Regions from separate parts of the Triticum aestivum genome. Here all the other regions are linked to region 2. A link is a contact called in public Hi-C data. All regions are on one chromosome and are shown on one strand. The core of a region is the stretch at or near the end of the contact, and the rest is flanking DNA. Distances in the headings are between cores, read along the strand shown.

Region 1 (2,711 bases), core at 186-2,685, 160 kb before region 2:
TCTTGGTAGCTGTACCGTACGAACGCAAAGAGCAATATAGGGGAGACGGCTATGGCCAGTGTTCTCATGAAGGCGTAGAAGCCGGCGATCATGATCTCCCTGAGGAAGCACTTGCACAGGACGAGCGCGAGCCTGTTGGATCTCCCGCTCTGCGCCTTGTCCTGCCGGTGGCGGCTCCATGCCTCGGAGAACCTATGTGAAGCTTGCTGTGCGCAGTCCTCGCCGGCGATGAGCGGGATGTCGGCGAGGTCCAGTGCTTTTGAGCGGCCGAGGCGGAGTAGCGGGTTCAGCCACGAGAAGGCGAGCTGGCTGAAGAGTCCGGTCCGGTAGAGTTCCGAGTCGTGAACTGCCTTGTCAATCAAGGGCTCCGACAGGCCGTCGTCGTCCTGGCAGCCACGGCTCCGCCGGAGCAGTGAGCCCAGGGCGCAGAGCAGGAGGAGGAAGTTGACCGCCCACGCGACACCCTCGGCGACGTCGAGCCCATAGCCCATGGCAAGGACCTCCGCATTGTACGCGGTGATGAGCAGGGAGAAGAGCGTCCACCATAGAACGGCCACGGCCCTGGCCGGCCTCGTCGGCTGGACGTGCAACGAGGCCGCCACGGCCACCCACACCAACCCCCTGACGACGGAAGCCGTGGTGACCGCCGCATCCGCGGAGCCCCTGAACGCGGCGACGGCGTAGGCCGCCGCGACCCCCACGCAGCACGCGGAGACGGCGGCCACCCCCCACCGCCGCTTAGCGCCGCCGCTTCTCCCCCGTCCATCCCACCGCCCCCTGACGCAGGCCGCGAGCAGCGCGGAGGCGTAGGCGGCGAGGAGCACGACATTGACGCAGTCGACCAGACCCCTCTGCACGCACGGCGACGCGAGGGTGAGCCCGCCGCCGTCCTCCCGCCCGCAGGTCCACGAGGGCGACCAACCTGCCACACGCACGCATCGAAAAGCAAAGCAACGGGCGATAATTAAGCGAAGCTGGATGCGCGGAGCATCAAGAATCTCCGGAAGGGTTTACAAGAAGAAGAGGAAGGGAGCTTCGTCCCGTGCGTCTTCCTCCTTACCGAGAGAGGCCATGGCCGGATCGCCCAGCTTATCGGCCGTCCCTGCGCCTCGCATCGCATGCAGCAGCGGCCGACGCGTCGCCTATTCCTGGGCAGGAGACGAGGAGGAGGGAGGCCACTTGTTTATAGTATTATAGCAGCACTAGCCCAGTGCAGCAGCGCGTGCGTTCACGTATATTCGCACGCGGGCACGGACAGACGGAGGATTTGTCTGAGATCGATAGCGGAAGAGAAGAGAAGACCACTCCGGGCTGTGGTGTGGTGGCCGGAGGACGCCCTGCAAAACTCGGATTTGTCCGCCGTCGCTTTCAGGCGCGGCGTTGTTGAGCCGAACTCGTGTGGGGAGGAGGAAGAAGAGCAGGTGAGGTCGCACGCTGGCGGCCTCGGCGTCTCCTTGTCGTTTTCCTCGTACAGGCACTGGTTGGTTCCGGCTGGTGAGTCTGCGTATGGCGTGACGTGGCGACGGAAGGCTGGCATGGCATGGCAAGGCCAGGCTAGGCGCATTCACTCCGTCGTGGCTACTGGTCAAGGCCTGGCACCAAATCGATGTGAGCCGTCAATTTTTCACGAACAATACAATATTGGGTACAATATTACTCTTACCTCTTGTGGAGTAAGATTTGTCCATGATCGTGTGGGGCTAGCATGAACTTTTTTCTTTCGCAAAAATAAGGAAATAATGTATAGCGCCATTAAAACATGAAGGCGAATAAGGAAAGATATATCAAGAAAATTTATTCTTGGGAGGAGAGATCACTAAATCTACCAAGAATATCTCCTGCTTATTTTGTTTTACGTACCATATCTATATGATCAAAATTACCCTCAATCGATCCACTGCTCTTAGAGCATTTACACCCGGACTTAGCAAATCCGGCTTCCTCTACGTCTGCGGACGCGTCCAGACCACCCCTCATATCTCATGGCCGACAGCCACATACCTCATATCTGGACTCTCAAATCCATGCACGTTCATCATACATGCCAATGCCGCATGTAAATAACAAATATTTGTATCGAAAATACATAGTTTTTACATAAAATTTATTTTTAAGTGCACAACTCAAACTTTAGCTCATTGGTTACCATTGTGAGTCCACGTATTCTCCACAAGATCATCGAGTAGCTATGCATGCACTTGATTCTCTCGAAGATCCCGATGCATCTGCAGAAAGTTCATAAGCTGATTTGCATCTTGATTTTCAGGGATTTGAACTTGTTCTCCATGCGCTTCAAATCATTGGTTTGCGCAACACCATCACCGTCATCCTCGACAACCATATTGTGCAAAATAACACAACTTTTTACCAGCTACCACAAAGTTTCTGATTCCCACATCATTGCAGCTCCACGAACAATTCCCCAACGAGTTTGAAGCACTCTGAATGCCCTCTCCACATCCTCCCTAGCTACTTCCTGCATTGTTGCAAAGTGGCTTTGTTTGTTGCCGTATGGTTCGGATATGGTCTTAACAAATGCCGCCCACTGAGGATAGATGCCATCGGCAAGATAGTATCACATGTTATAGTCACGATCATTGACAGTGTAGTTGCACGGCCGCGATTCCCCATTATAAATCCTCCTGAACATGAGAGTCTGGCATTCCAAAGAAAGCATGTCAAATTCATGCCACTGCTTTCAGTATGATGGT
Region 2 (2,903 bases), core at 105-2,604:
GAAGATCAAATGACTAAATGACTGTCAGCTGGAACACAGCACTAGGGGATTTATGCAAAACTCAACTGAGTTCTATTAGTACGTAATAACTTACACCGCAACAATTGTTTCACAAAGTTAGTCAGGTACCATAAGCAAATATTAGTTTTTGATTCATAATCTAACCTAGCACAGTAAACACCATTCAAGGTATTGTAGTCGGCATTAGGAAAATGTCAACTCCTTTAATTTCACTAAGTCAAAAGGCCAGTAGGCTGAATAATTGGTCAACAGGCGCAAAACCTACAGAATGATACATGGAAGGATAACTGAATGCTTCGTCATTATCAATGGTGTAACCTCTGTCCAAATGTCAACTCCATCCAAGACATCGATGCTATTCCACGCATGCAATACATATTCAGTCGTATCAACGCTAGTTATATTTATGAAATTAAACAGCATGTAAAAGGAGACCAATTTAGAAGTTAAAGCGCGCATATAATGAAGTAATGTCCTAAATCTAGAGAGTCGGCAAGGCCTGAACAACCATTTCATGAACATCGTAATAATGCAAAATTTTAACCAGGTTCCATAATCATTGTCAACGAAAATCCGACCACACACAAACAAAACTGCGCAGATGAATCACCTGCTTCTCCGCGACCGTGTTGTTGAAGCTGCCGGGGTCCGTCTCTGCAAAATCATAGCAGGAGAGATTAGGAGGAGGCAGTTCAAACCAAACACCAAAAAAACAGGCAGGATTGGTCAATTCCCAGGAGAGCGCAGCAGCCGGGGGCGAGATCTAGGCGGCCGGCCGCCGACACGCGCCAAAACCAGATCCCCGCGCCACGGGAGCCAACGAGGCGGATCGCGGGGAGAACGGTGGGAGTCAGATCCACGCACCTCCGCCGCCCTGTTCACCCTCCGAGTCGGGGAACTCCTTCTCCAGCGCGCGGTCGATCATGTCGGCGAGGCTGTGCTCCTTGGTCGTGGCATTGCCCTGCGCCGCCTCCCCGCCGGCCTCGGCCGCCCCAAGGGCCGCGGTCGCGGCGTCCGCGCGCTCCACCGCCGCGACCGCCTCCCCCACGCGGCCCTCGTCGCCCGCCTCGGCCGCATCGCCGGCCGCGCGGGGGAGGAATGCGACGGCCGACGCGAGGAGGAGGACGGAGAAGAGGAGGCGGGGGAGGACCGGGCCCTGGCGGCGGCGACGCATCAGCATCGCCGGAGGGGGGCGGTCGGAGTGGGGTTTAGATTTTGGAAGGAAGGGCCGAAGCGTGTGTGGGCGCAGGGCAGCCGTGTGCGTGCGTGCCCGTGTCGGGGAAGAAAGGAAGTGGGGGGAATGCGTGAGTTGTGCGTGACTGTGCGTGCAGGTTGGAGGTGCAGCCGGCGGAAGCAGAGCAGCGATTTGTAGCGGAAGTAGTGTTCATTTGTGTTAGTTAGACTAGCCACGATGGGTAGTAACATGGAATAGTAACAATGCCCATGTTACTACTCTATGTTACTATCTCTATAGTGGAGAGTAACATATGTGTGGTAACATACAACACTTTATTTATTAGGCTATAGACTTATCTTGCCTTGATATGTGTGATGTTACTCAGGGGGTGTTTGGTTTGAGGGACTTTTGTGTTGGGACTAAAAAAAGTCCCTAAAAGTCCCTAGCAAACCAAACAGGGGGACTTTTTTGGGACTTTTTGCTAAAAGTCCTTAGAAGCACCTCCTTAAGAGTCTTTTTCAAAAAGTCCTAGGGATTAGAAAAAGTCCTAGGACTAGAGAACCAAACACCACCTCATACTAGTAGTAACTAGCTATGTTACCACATGCCTCTCTTTCTTCATTTATTGTTTGCCACATCATCTATTTATCTAGATATATGTGATGTTACTACATATGTTACTCCCACTGTGGGTAGTCTTATGGTATCACTTCCGTCCAGGATTGTTGGTTGGGTTCATTATTTTGTTCCCTTCTATTAAATCCACCAACTCTTCGTGTCTTGATGGCTTCTTGGATTAGCCTAGAATTCCAAAAATGCAGGCGGGTAGTATTGCAAAGTACCACATTGCAGGATTGCAGGGTTAACTGATCGTGGCTCATATCATTAGGTTTCGTATACGGTGAAATCAGCCCCAGGGTTCAAGTCCTAGGCTCCACATTGCTGATTGCATTTTTTTGGATTTCTGTTAGGTTTTCCGGCGATGTTCATTCCATGGGGAAGATGTTTTCATCGACTACGATGCGTCTGTGATGACTTCGTCAATCTTAAAATGTTGTGTCGGCTCAGTATCTCGAGGAAGCGTGTGTGCGCTCATAGGGATGATGCATGTATGTGAGCTTATACGATTGTATTGTGTTTGCAGAAATATTGTAGGGTGTGGGCACGTGATTTTTATCTTTTACTTCGGATGGTTTGAAAACACGTGATTTTGCTTGCATTAGGAATGTCGATTATTATTACTTACACCTGCAAAAATAAGGATTCTATACGCAGTGGCGCCACTCAACGGAATGTTTCCACTCACGCAGCAGGACAAGCAACCACGCAAAAAGCAGGGAGGACTTTTATTTGTTGTGCTCGGAAATTCCTTCGGTCACACACATCACGAGATGCGATCCTGCACTGGTAATTTTGTGATATGTTCCGACAATCCGACTGGTTACTCGTGATTCTTGTGTGAAACAAAGAGAAGTACGTACTGCCGTTTGCCGAATAAGTGGGATCTCCAGAAACAAAGAGCAACCTTGTTTGTGTAGCCTGGCCAGCCGTACAACTTGGAGCCGTCCTCGGGCGTGGTCGATGTGTCCAAGGAGACGAAACAAACGAGGCAGCACACTGGCAGACCCAGCTTGCATTTTTGGTGGTGGGAGCACTCCTCACCTCATCTGACCGGCCACCACCCAAGAAGATCTAGTTTCACCCC
Region 3 (2,719 bases), core at 115-2,614, 150 kb after region 2:
GGAGGTCGCTCCGGATGATCCTGAAACCCAAAATTTCAACGAATAATAACATGAGATCCAGGCACGTCTGGGAACAATTACAGCACCAATTCAGACAGAACACTCACTAACCTTGCATCTGATGGAGGCTGGGACACTTGAAGCTGACGACATACTCTGGGAGGATCCTCATGTTCATGTCCTTGCCCCAAACAACATACCACTGTGGGTTCTGCATGTTGTCGGCGGCACTGTCGTAATTGTCACTGTTGGGGTGGAGCTTAGAGGACCTGGCTGGGATGGCCTCTGGCCAGCCCATCAGAACACGGCACAGCACGATATGCGCCTCGCCGTTCTCATCTGCATTTGCTAGCATTGCGCTGCATAAAAATGATTTCATACTCGTTAGTTCCTTTATGCACTGCTTCACAGAACATTCAGAACATATTTCATCACCCGGACTCTAGGTAGCAGGAAACATGATTTAGTTTTGCTCGTATTCGTCCCTTCCACAAACCATTACCCAGTCAAATTACTGCATTCATAGATAAACTAATACTGTCGTTCATGCAAACTTGTTTCCCCCTAATTTTTGAGCTAGGAGTATGAATCAAGATATAGAAACCAAAGGCTAAAATAACATGGAATCAATTATATTATGGGACGGAGGGATAATATGAATGCAATTTGGAACAGATCCTGAATTGGTAACTGTGTCTGATAAATTATCCTACAGCTATATGCCTATATTCATGCTTGCCATCGATCAAAACCACAAATTCAGAACTCTGACCTGACCTGGCATAAGGAGACTGAAGCAGCGAGACGTGGACGTCGTCGCCGTGCGCGCGATGGCCAAGGACCCGGCTGTTCGTCCTGCCGAACCCGTGCTCCACCGCCGCGGCCACGTCCGCCAACGGAGCGCCATACCACGCGAACTTGGCATTGCTCCCGTCAGCGCCGCGCGCAGCGGCTAGGAGTTGGCCCTGCATTTGGAACGCCCTGGACCGGGGACCCTGCACGACCTTGTGCACCGCCGTGATCGCCACGCCGCCGCCCACCCGGGGGCTATCCCGCTGAGGAAGAGCTTCTTGACAAGTAACAACCTGGTAGAACTTGTCCGTCTCCTCCAGCCTCACCGCCCTGCTGACCCTGCCGGGCTCCACCGTGTCGCTGCTCTCGTCGGACCTCTCATTCACCCCGGACGAGGCCCCGTACTCCAGCTCAGGCTCGCCCCTCTTCCTCTTCCTCCCGCTCTCTGGCACAGGGAAGAAGCAGATTAAAAAAAATGAAATTCTCTATTGTTATAGCCCTCAAAAAGCAAAAATAAGCAAATTAATTTTCTGAGCACAAACACACCGAGATAAGATAAGCTAAATGAGGCATCATGCCTTATTTTTCTGAATACAAACACACTGACATAAGAGAATCTAAATGAGGCATCATAACTTAATTTTCTGAATACAAACACACTGACATAAGAGAATTTAAATGAGGCATCATGCCATCAGGAACCGAGCGATGGAAACTTTCAGGCAAGGATTAGAAACATGGTTGATTCTGAGAAAAAATGTAGGAGATGACACCTCCTTTTCAAGAGAAAAAAATGTGAGAGATGATGATTCCTGATCTCACTGAGTTTGTGCAAGCTATACAAAAAAATCCACAAAAAACTTGTAGTTAAGTAGTTGCAGTGCAACCTTCATGCCTTATTTTTCTGAATACAGACACACTAACATAAGAGAATCTAAATGAGGCATCATACCTTAATTTTCTGAATACAAACACACTGACATAAGAGAATCTAAATGAGGCATCATGCCATCAGGAGCCGAGCGATGGAAACTTTCAGGTAAGGATTAGAAACATGGTTGATTCTGAGAAAAAAATTTAGGAGATGACACCTTCCTTTGAAGATAAAAAATGTGAGAGATGATGATTCCTGATCTCACTGAGTTTGTGCAAGCTGTACAGAAAAATTCCACATAAAACTTGTAGTCAAGTAGTTGCAGTGCAGCCTTCAATGTTTGGACGGCAGCTAGAATATTAAATGAGAAGACAATGATCTTTTTTGATTATTTGTCACAGTACTGCAGCTAATCACCCTAGAAGGTCTTTTTGTAGTAGGTTAAAGAAAATTCAGGTTGACGCTGAAACATCCACAATAAGAACCTCACTTTCGGAATATGCTTTTGGACAAAGAGCACAAGACCAGCTTGCCAATGTTGAATTTGTCAATTTCCTAGCTTATAGCAGCAGGGACTTCATCAGATTAAAGTAAAACAACTTCGGCTTCTACCTGTTTGATCAACCAGAGTAAATCATGTCACTATCAGGATCAGATTTCATGACTTTACGCGAACCGCTTTACGCCAACCGCAAATCACATGGTAGATCAGACAATCACCTAGCATGTTGTAGGCATACATAAGAAAATATGCTCAAGGGATTAAATCAAATGAGAGAGTGAAAGAGGCAAATCAGGAGAGAGAGGGAGGAGATAGCAGCCTGTACAGAATGCATGGATGTAGCCTTGCCATGGCAGCCTACACATCAGGCCTGCTGCACGGAGAGTGCTTGAGAGAGGCAGAAGATCGGGCTGGATTGAGGACTCCACCGTGTCGCTGCTCTCGTCGGACCTCTCATCCACCCCGGACGACGCCCCGTCCTCCAGCTCAGGCTCGCCCCTCTTCCTCTTCCTCCCGCTCTCTGGCACAGGGAAGAAGCAGGCCCCGCGGTC

What was found. Hi-C and Micro-C count contacts between places; a contact is called where the count stands out from the background.
Region 1: a Hi-C map of leaf shows a contact between it and region 2, with 4 times the contacts expected there. The contact joins the promoter of LOC123170290 here to the promoter of LOC123164320 in region 2. A contact is called at or near these places in 3 of 5 Hi-C or Micro-C datasets (all in leaf).
Region 3: a contact with region 2 is called in a Hi-C map of leaf, with 7 times the contacts expected there. The contact joins the promoter of LOC123171177 here to the promoter of LOC123164320 in region 2. A contact is called at or near these places in 2 of 5 Hi-C or Micro-C datasets (both in leaf).

The regions. Positions count from the first base shown.
Region 1 is chr7D:472,902,241-472,904,951 of IWGSC CS RefSeq v2.1, forward strand. It overlaps LOC123170290 (ABC transporter C family member 8), which reads right to left and starts at 1,436. Exons shown (of 13, transcript XR_006485128.1): 1 at 1,061-1,436; 2 at 1-922.
Region 2 is chr7D:473,065,433-473,068,335 of IWGSC CS RefSeq v2.1, forward strand. LOC123164320 (K(+) efflux antiporter 6) reads right to left here and starts at 1,355. Exons shown (of 20, transcript XR_006482301.1): 1 at 886-1,355; 2 at 632-675.
Region 3 is chr7D:473,217,093-473,219,811 of IWGSC CS RefSeq v2.1, forward strand. It overlaps LOC123171177 (probable inactive poly [ADP-ribose] polymerase SRO3), which reads right to left and starts at 1,365. Exons shown (of 5, transcript XM_044588793.1): 1 at 1,339-1,365; 2 at 778-1,235; 3 at 112-359; 4 at 1-20. The coding sequence starts at 1,365. LOC123171178 reads right to left here. Exons shown (of 3, transcript XM_044588794.1): 2 at 2,494-2,719; 3 at 1,145-2,386. The coding sequence ends at 2,325.